3 separate regions of the Gossypium hirsutum genome follow, and regions 2 and 3 are each linked to region 1. A link is a contact called in public Hi-C data. All regions are on one chromosome and are shown on one strand. Each heading gives the region's core, a stretch centred on a gene start, on an enhancer-like site or on the middle of the called end of the contact. The rest is flanking DNA. Distances are from core to core; before and after follow the strand shown. Region 1 holds the start of LOC107950780 (beta-carotene isomerase D27, chloroplastic). Region 2 holds the start of LOC107946996 (cytochrome P450 78A9). Region 3 holds the start of LOC107950773 (auxin response factor 9).

Region 1 (2,981 bases), core at 464-2,963:
TTTTTATTTTGTTCGGTTTTATTTTGTTCATTATGATTTTTAAATGGCAAACCAACTTATTCGTTTGGATGAAAAGCATATCTCCGGTGTTCAATTAGAAATGGTAAGAAATTTTATTAAATTATTTAATTTTAAATAGTTAATTATTATGTTGTTTAAATTATTAATTTTTTATGTTTATATACTCAACCCGAAGATCAAATTTTGGAGACGTACATGTGAAGATGATTATGGCTATCAACCCCGACATGCACGTGAAGATGAAGACGAAGGAGATGAGGAGCTGTCAACCCAAATAGTGCAACGGAACCCTAGGTGTGCCTAACACCCACCCAATTGTGGCACACATTCGAGATGCCGATGATTATGTTATCTTGTAATTTTTTGTATAATTTGTTTTAATCCCAAATGTACACTTATTTACAATATACGAAACAAATTTATTAAATTGGATTGATTTGTACACAATCATATTGTGAGTTTAAAATTTACAATTATTTATGTTAATTTTTCATTTAAGTTTTTCTTTGTCCATTTGTTAAGTACAATATTTTCAGAAAGAAAAGAATTACTTAGAAGGTTCGAAAAAGGATTAAAACTTTGGCTTAAGTATTGTAATATATCTTATTTCAATAATTAATATTAACGTACATATCTGACATTAATTACCCTGATAACTCTAGTTTTACATTAATTCTAAGTAGATGGATTTTTCTATATGTTCCACAAGTCAGACCAATTCAAGCGAATCAAATGAGCCCATTTAATAAGTTGACATCTATGAGTCGTTCTATGCGCAATAATCATGAGCTTTAATTCGCGACCTGTGAGATATATATAGTATTATATATAATGTATAGTAACATTTTAGAACAAAGAAGAAAAATACCATTAAGTGAATTAGTTATAATTTTGATAAGTGACAACTCTTATTATTTAATACCTCGTTAATTATAATTTTATAATATCAATTAAGACCCATTATTAATTATTTTACAAAGTGATTTTATAAATGTATACATTTATATTATTCGAGAGTTAAAAAGAATATTTTTTATAGAGTCAATATCCGGTTTAATAGTATCGCTTATATTGGACCAAAATCTATTTTCGCCCTAAATATATACACTCATATTATTAAACATTTTAAAAATAAATAGATAAATAATATTGCTTATAAATGTATACATTTATATTATTAAATATTTTCTAAAATGCTTTCTACAAAATCAATTTATATGGTAAGAGTTAAAAATTTCTTAATCTCATTAATTATTTTACAAAGTTAATTTAAAAACTTTTTTTATATATATTAATTTTAATAATTTTTAATTTTTAATAAAAAATTTTCCATAAACTTTTTTTTCTAAAATCAATTTAAAAAGCATTTTTATTTTACTTCATCACTTTTAATAAACATTTTTATTCCTTTTTTAAAAATTAGATTAAAAAATATTTTAAAAATTACTATTCAAAATTTTTTTCCAAAAACTTATATTAATGGTTAATTTTGTTCAAATAATATAAATGTAGCTGGCTTGCTTGGCTTCACAAATTCCAGACACCGTGTTAACAGCAAAGCCAATGCGTGGCATCTCTTTAAGCCTCAGAAACATATCCGACCACTTCTCTATTCCTTCTTCCAAATGGGACCATCCTTGTTTTTTGTTTGGAAATTTCACTCTTAACCTTGCAAATGCATTTATTTAATTGTAACCAACATATTAAAATTATTTAGAATATGAACCCCAAGGACAACAAAGGAAATAATTATTAATCTTCTCTCAGTGATGATACGTATGGCCATCGATTATTCAATGGCGGCCATGCAACCTCAGCCAACCACATAATCTTTACCTTTTTTTATTAATTGTTAATGAACAGATTTGATAACTTTCAAGCAGGCAGGCAGGCTGAGCTTTTGAGTGTGCTTTCTCGAGAGGAAAAAAAAAACAAACAAACAAACAGCAGTTAAAAGCATAAAACCATGGTGGCTTTAGGCCTCCAAGCCACACATTTGATTTCCCCTCAAAAGTTACCAATACGTAAACAAAGAACCTTTAGCAACATTGTCATCCGGAGTAGTATTGCAGAGCCGTCGGGAGAACCAGCACCATTGGGACAAAAAACTAAATACAACGATGGGTTGTTTGCCAAGGCATTTATGGGTCTTTTCGCCCGCAAGATGGAGAAGTTCGCGGCTGCACCAAAAGCTGGAACAGAACCAAAGAAAGGGGTTTTCGACTATGACTATGAGAGCTTTGTTGAGGTGTCAAAGAGAGTAATGCAAGGGAGGTCTCGGTTGCAGCAGCAACAAGTGGTCCGACAAGTGCTCTTGTCCATGCTCCCACCCGGCGCACCAGCTCAGGTGAACAACTTATTATAGTTTTAAAAATTGGAACTGTTCGGTAAGTTGTGTTTTAAAGTAATTATCATGTAACCTTGTTGCTGCTATGGATGCAGTTTCGGAAATTGTTTCCACCAACAAAGTGGGCTGCAGAGTTCAATGCTGCACTCACTGTTCCTTTCTTCTACTGGTTAGTTGGTCCATCTGAGGTAAATTTTGTTTACTCTTTGCTGTTTTGCACTTTCTTCTGTCATCTAATTGTAACCAATGTTACTTGGTACGATGAATGAACATTAGAGATAAAATTTTTAGATTGCATTTTGTTTTCTTATTAAAAAATGGTAAATTAATTTTTATATATTAGATAAAAAAATAAATTAGTCATTTCTCTTAAAAATTTCACCAATTTATACCATTAAAAACTGGCATGATTGATGAAAAAATCAGACAATAAGGCATGACATGCCACGTATACCTCATGTTAACATACACTAATCAGTTTTTAAACAGTAGAAATTGATAAAATTTTTAACAGAACTAATTTACTCATTCTGTTTAGTATAAGAGACAAAATACAATTCAACCCTTGATACAATAGACTTTATGATATTTTTACTCAATACAATTTCTATAT
Region 2 (3,160 bases), core at 443-2,942, 170 kb before region 1:
CAATGTGTGTACATATTAGAGGAATCTAATCAACAAAATGATCCCCAATCATCAACTCTTTTTGATATTTTTTCTATAATATATTTTGTATTAAACGTTAAAATACTAACACCAAATATTAATTACTCCTTTTGTGCTGTTGGTTTTTAGAAAATAACATGCAAGAGAAAAAAATGCAAATAAAAAATTAAATTATGTTAAGATAATTTTAAGGTTATATAAATGAGGCTTCATTTTTCTCTTGCATGATGTTTACAAAAGAGTAAATAATTAAAGTTTTGTGATAGCAGGTCTCAATAACATCAACGGGATTTAGAGTTTTTAAATTAAGATGCTTGCTTACGAATATATAATATTATTAATGGCACTCTACCAATAAAAAACACTGAATACTATAATTTTATTACATAATAATAAATTTACTTTAATGAAAAATAAATTATTAGTTTTTAAAAAAAAATTATAAAAGTCAACAGTGAGTTGCGGGATTAAAGTTTTAATTTAAAAGTTGGAAGATATAAGGATTAAATTTATTTGGATGGGGATGACTATAAAGTTGTTTTTAGATGGTGCTATAAGTTAAAAATAATTTTAGTTAATTAATTTCCAAGAGGCAATAACTCAAAAGCCTTGTTGCTTACCCAAAGAACGGCAATCATGTCGTTGTCGGAGAGCCTATCCGGTCCACTCAGAGAAAGTAAAACGTCCACGAAATCATGGTTTCTTTCCCCGCTTTTGAGCTTATGTTCTTCAATGATTCCTTTCACCAACTTGTTCACTTTGGGAACAAGCCCCGAGCATCGATGCCGGATTTTTTGAAGGTCCAAACCACCAAGCCATGGGAGATGATCAGACCAATTGAGCTTCCCTAGTAACTCGTAACCTTCTTCAACGAGCCGGCTCAGTTCTTCGGTTTCACAATTTGACGAACTCAGTTGATAATTACACCCAAACACCGAGCGCATCATGTTGTTAAGGGACGCTTTCTTTAGTATATCACGTACAGTGAACTCCCCACCGCGACTTGCTATCATAGACACCATTTGGGAGGCGATATCAAGCCTCTGTGAGGCGGTGGAGATGATTTGTTTAGGCGAAAAAAGATGCGTCGCTGCAATTCTTCTTAGGGTTCGCCAGTAAACACCGTAAGGAGCGAAACCGATGGCTCTGTTGAACATTAGACTGTATGCTGATTGTTTCATTGGACGGTCAGCAAAAACAGAACTGTTGAGTATCTCTTTGGCCACATCAGGGTTGCATGTAATGATAACCCGTGTATCACCCAAGCTAAAGGCCATGAGTCGCTTGGCACTAAAACATATGGCTGCAGAACAAAGCTTGCGGTGAGCCAGGTTTATCATGAGGTCCATGCTTCCGAGAACCGGGAACCCTCGTGGCCCTGGAATAATGGTTTTTGTGGTTCCTTTTTGGCGCCGCCTGTAATACTTACCCCAAGCAGGGCCTCCAGGGTAGAACCAGAACCAGAGGGCCATGGCCAACCAAGCCATGCAAAGGGAAAGAAGAAGCAAAATGGTGTTTGAGGAAGAGAAAGTTTTGCATTTGGAAGCAAGAAACAAAACCCAGAAACAATCAGTTTTGGTTTCCATGAAGGAGGAAAGTGGGGCGGGGGAGGTAATGTTTGTATAGAATTTGAAGAATCAAGGTTTCCGTTTTTGGTGTTAAACTAAGAAATGGGAGGTCTGTTTATATAGAGGTTTTTGCGGAGTAATAAAATAACTCAGCTAATGTGTCAGGTTGATTATTAGAAATATTGTAATAATATTGAATTTTGAATTCAAGTTTTAAAGATAATATTGTTGAGAGAAGTATTTATTAAAAGTTCATGAGTCAGGTTAGGATGGATTTAAGTTTGATTTTATTATATTTTATGTTTATTTAAGTTTTACTCGACTCAAAATATGAGTTTGAAATTTTATTTAATTTTGCTTATATTTATAAATGATTAACTCAAATTTATTTTAATCTTACACATACTATTTTTAATTTTTTTACAAATATTTGTATACTTTTTAATTTAATATATCTTCTTTTACTAAAGTTTTATATATAAACATCTCATCACTTTTTAATCTTTACATTATTGTAGTATATATGATCATATATTTAATTTTATGTGTTATAAATTACACAATATATAAAAAATAACATAATATAATATATTTTAAATTAAAATAAAATAAGTTGTATTGGACTCAAGTCTTGAATGTTCGAATCTGTATCTGACTTATATATTTTTGGGCCTAATAATTTTAACTAAATCTCCAAAATTTTAACTAACTCTCGAGTTTTAACAAATAACTCAATCTACAATCATGTGTAGTAGCCGCTATCAAAGAGATTAAAATTTTATAATCTTAAAATCAACATTAAGAATAGTTTGATTATTAAAAAAAGTTATTAACTTCACAAAGAAAGAGCCGTAAAGATGTGGATATTTTCTTAACCAATATTTCATAGATATAAAAAGTAATTTTAAGAAAGTTGTTCCTTTGTTTAAAAATCTAATCATAATCTAACGTGATTATGAGAAAATAAATTTAACTTTATAATGGAAATGAATAAAACAAAAGGAAAAGTTAAGGAGTTAAACATCAATGTCCGCCGCCACTAGCATAAATAACGGAAAACAGAGATTCGAGGAGCCCGTGCCCCACTCGCAATTCAGCTGGCGTGGTGGTTCATTTCTTAGAACAACCTAGGCCAAGCTTAGTCCATATCATAGACACCTAGCAAAGTTGCCATCCTTTTCGATCAATAGTATATTCCAGCCCCTTTTTGTTGTGCGAAGCTAAAGTGGCATTAAAGAGGGCAAGAGTACTATGAAATTATCTGTCTGTATTGGAGTTGAATTGTTTTTAACTTTTTCTATTAAAAATAAATAAATTAATATTTTTACATTAAATCAAAAAATAAATTAATTTTTTATTTAAAATTTTTTATTTATTTTTATTATTAAAATTAACGTTGCTAATAAAATAATTAGACAATTATATTAGATATGTCATGTTTACTTCATGTTGATATAATTAATCGATTTTTAACAATAAAAATAGATAGAATTTAAAAACTCTCATTTACTTAATTTAATGTACAGAAATTAAATTATCCATTTTTTTAAATAAAAAAATAAAATATAAAT
Region 3 (3,246 bases), core at 670-3,169, 210 kb after region 1:
ATAGTTATCAGATCCTTTGTTACCTCTAAAAATATGCTTAAAGCGCCACTCATAGCCATGAAGATCCTTGGCAACCAATTCCTGGGTTGGCGTTGCCTGGTTCATGTCCTAAAAGACATCCATATAGAGAAATCAATACAAAGAAGATTTAGAAAGAAGACAAAACGGCGAAAAAAGAGATCTAGAAATTGTACCAGTGGAGGAAGGCATTCAGTGGCATGTTTGCGAAGAACAGAAAAACCTCCATGAGTGCTGGTATCAGAGGCTGTTAAAACCTTGCAGAAAGAACAGACAGTAGGTTTTGGAGGCTCCGGAGGACATGCATCAGGAGTTGTTGGCTCAGGTTGCTATCCATGCCAAAAACATGATTAGTGATCACTAATATCAAACAATAAAAGAAAAAGAAAAACCAACTCTCCTGCATTCTAATACTGGAAGATTTTCAAATCAGAAACAAATAAAATTGGTTCTTACATTTGGCTCCGGCATCAAAGTTATTTGTGCATAAACTTCATCTGTTTCTTGTTCAGCCTACAAACATTGTAACAATAAGTGCATAAAAAGTTATTCCCAAATCAATCATGTTGATAGAATACTATAATGGTCCACCAGGTCCACATGACTTACGATCTGACTGAAACCCCAATTTATTGAGCCAGTGAAACCAATTTCTCAGAAAAAAGAAACTATTTATTCAAAATTCAAGGTTTTACAATCTTTTCAAGATCAAAACAATAGAAAAACTGGTAACCTCTAAACATATTACTCACTTCCTTTTTCCTCTCCGTTTTTTAAGCAATCAGAAGTCCAAAACACAACTAGAGATTACCGTGGCCTATGCAAAGTCAAATAAAAAACCAGAAAGAGAAAATTACCAGAAACTGAATGTGAACAACACTGCAAAGTATCTTCGATGGAAGATTAAACAAAGGAATCCTCTGATTCAACTCCTGATTCGTCGACGCTTCCAACTAAAACAATCCCTCGCCAAAACAGCAAAATCCCAATCAATAACCCGAAAATAACCATTTCTATAAAAGGAGATAATTCCAAATAAAACCAAACAGGAATATGTTCGACACAAAAATGAAAAAAAAAACGAAAAACGAAAAGAGGCTTTACCTGTTCCATATGTCCTTGAGGAAAATAATAGACTCTCTCTCTAGCTCGAGGAGCCTCAACCAGGGGTCCCGCACATAACTTCCATAACTCCATGTATAGATCATCTCCTCCATTTCCTTTAACTCAAAAAAGAAAGTGAAGAAAAAAAAGGTTTCAAAAATTTTCCAAAAAATCAAAGAAAAATAAAAACAATTTAAAGAAAAATATAGAATCAACGTTCAATCTGTATGAATTCTTTTATTTCGTTTACCTTCGGAGGAAACATTATTTGTCTGTGAAAACACCCCTCCCCGATTCGACATTATTGAACCCTCTCCGACTCTTCAAGTCAACAACGAGCAACAGCAACAAATTTGGAACAAAAAACCTCCAAAGAGAGAAGCTAAATCCTCCAAAAACGCTCTAATAAACCTTATTTTACACTCTTTAGCACCACAATAAAAGCCAAATAATTACGAAACTGCTCGAATTCCTGACAAAAAAATCTACACCTCCCTCACACTATTTTTCCTCCCTCCCTATCGTAACCGTCGCGAGATCCAATACCGTAACGGAAAACAGCTTTAACCGTACAAATCTGCCGTCGTTCACCTCGCTTTCAGTATAGCTTTTCGCTGCTCTGTAAAAAGGAAACGCCGTTAGCAGAGAGAATCAACCTAAAATCCTACGCTCGACTCTTATGATACGCGACTTTGTTCTCAATTCTTCTTTCCCTCTTTTTTTTTTACTTTCTCTCTCTTTTTGTTTTGGGTTTCTAACAAAGGAGCGTTTTTTTTTTTTGTAAATCGAGTGTGTAAAGCTAATTTAACGAACTCTGGTTCCGGATTTAACTGAGACAGTCAGGGGATTAACGTGACGAGACCATTTTTTAACGGCAAACGGTGGAAAGCCGTTTCTCAACGGCGTTTTAGGTACGGATGATGGGGGACATTGGGATGAGTGTGGTTGGGGTTAACGGTGTTATTTTTTACGTCTCTTTCGTTGGCTGCTTCGAAACAGGCAAAAGGGTGGTTGGCTCGAGTTATAAACCCCAAAGACATTTGGGTTGAGGGTTTTTTATTTTTTATTTTCCTCTCGTTTTCTTACATTTAATTTAATTTAATTTATTTTTGTAGGTCAAATAACAGTTTTAATCCCTCTATTATGCTTAACTTTAAATTTTAATCTGTATACTTTAATTATATATTTTTATAATATTATTAATTAGTAAAAATAGTAAACACCTGATTAAATATATTAATGTAAAAATTTTAAAACATTTTATGCCAACATAAATTTGCTTGCGTAGGGTAAAATTTCATAACGAATAAAATTGAAGGACCAAAATCTAAATTGAATTGAGGAAGTAGTAATAATTAGGGGGAGGGGGGAATCTGCCACAGAGGAGTGCGGGGTCCACGTGAAACACGTGCAAAGTGTTGGATCTTGATGCTTTGTAACCCTGTTGCTGTACTTTTTCCCAGACAAACTGCGAGCGGTTCGGTGGTCCAACACTGTACACGTCACTCCCTTTTGCCGAAATGGAGTTCACACGTGGTTGGGTTTATGCGGGGCTCCACCTCCACATGTACTCTTTCTATAACGCCGTCGTTTTAGATTATTATTAGTTTATTCATCAATCTGTCACGTTACTCGCTTCCTTTCGTCATCAAGCAACAAGTAGTAGCGAGGAAAGGAAACAGTGACCCCACCCCCTTTGAAACGTCCACATTCTCCCCCATTCAACCCTCAAAAGTAAAAATATCAAATTTGAATATTTGACCTTGAGTCAATCTAAAACCTCTCTTTTTTTTTTTCTTTTTTCTTTTTTTGCATTATTAATAATTTTATTCAAAAGAAAACACCCACCAACTAACAATTTCGTAGGTTTAATTTTTTTATTATTAGAATTAATGGAAACAAAAAAGAAATCTTAACCGATATAGGTTTCGATCCAATTCAGGGTTATAAAATATATATTTTGTTTTGAAGATCCAGTTAACAAAAAGAACCCTTCTACCTCACGATAATTGTAAAAATATCCTTATATAACATATAAATTAACTTAAAGTTTTATGTTATACTATATAGTGTAATTTGTTTCCGGATTTTACTATTCCATTAATGTTTATTACATTCTACTTT

The links. A called contact is a pair of places that touch in the nucleus more often than the background predicts.
Region 2: a Hi-C map of leaf shows a contact between it and region 1, with 2.1 times the contacts expected there. The contact joins the promoter of LOC107946996 here to the promoter of LOC107950780 in region 1. A contact is called at or near these places in 4 of 34 Hi-C or Micro-C datasets (all in leaf).
Region 3: a Hi-C map of leaf shows a contact between it and region 1, with 1.7 times the contacts expected there. The contact joins the promoter of LOC107950773 here to the promoter of LOC107950780 in region 1. A contact is called at or near these places in 2 of 34 Hi-C or Micro-C datasets (both in leaf).

Annotation. Positions count from the first base shown.
Region 1 is chrD03:34,651,079-34,654,059 of Gossypium_hirsutum_v2.1, reverse strand. LOC107950780 (beta-carotene isomerase D27, chloroplastic) reads left to right here and starts at 1,713. Exons shown (of 6, transcript XM_016885739.2): 1 at 1,713-2,368; 2 at 2,464-2,556. The coding sequence starts at 1,988. LOC107950781 (a long non-coding RNA gene) reads left to right here. Exons shown (of 2, transcript XR_001698205.2): 1 at 1-103; 2 at 197-448.
Region 2 is chrD03:34,820,820-34,823,979 of Gossypium_hirsutum_v2.1, reverse strand. LOC107946996 (cytochrome P450 78A9) reads right to left here and starts at 1,692. Exons shown (of 2, transcript XM_016881517.2): 1 at 642-1,692. The coding sequence starts at 1,607.
Region 3 is chrD03:34,444,273-34,447,518 of Gossypium_hirsutum_v2.1, reverse strand. It overlaps LOC107950773 (auxin response factor 9), which reads right to left and starts at 1,919. Exons shown (of 14, transcript XM_016885733.2): 1 at 1,373-1,919; 2 at 1,123-1,244; 3 at 876-971; 4 at 475-531; 5 at 195-347; 6 at 24-108. The coding sequence starts at 1,424.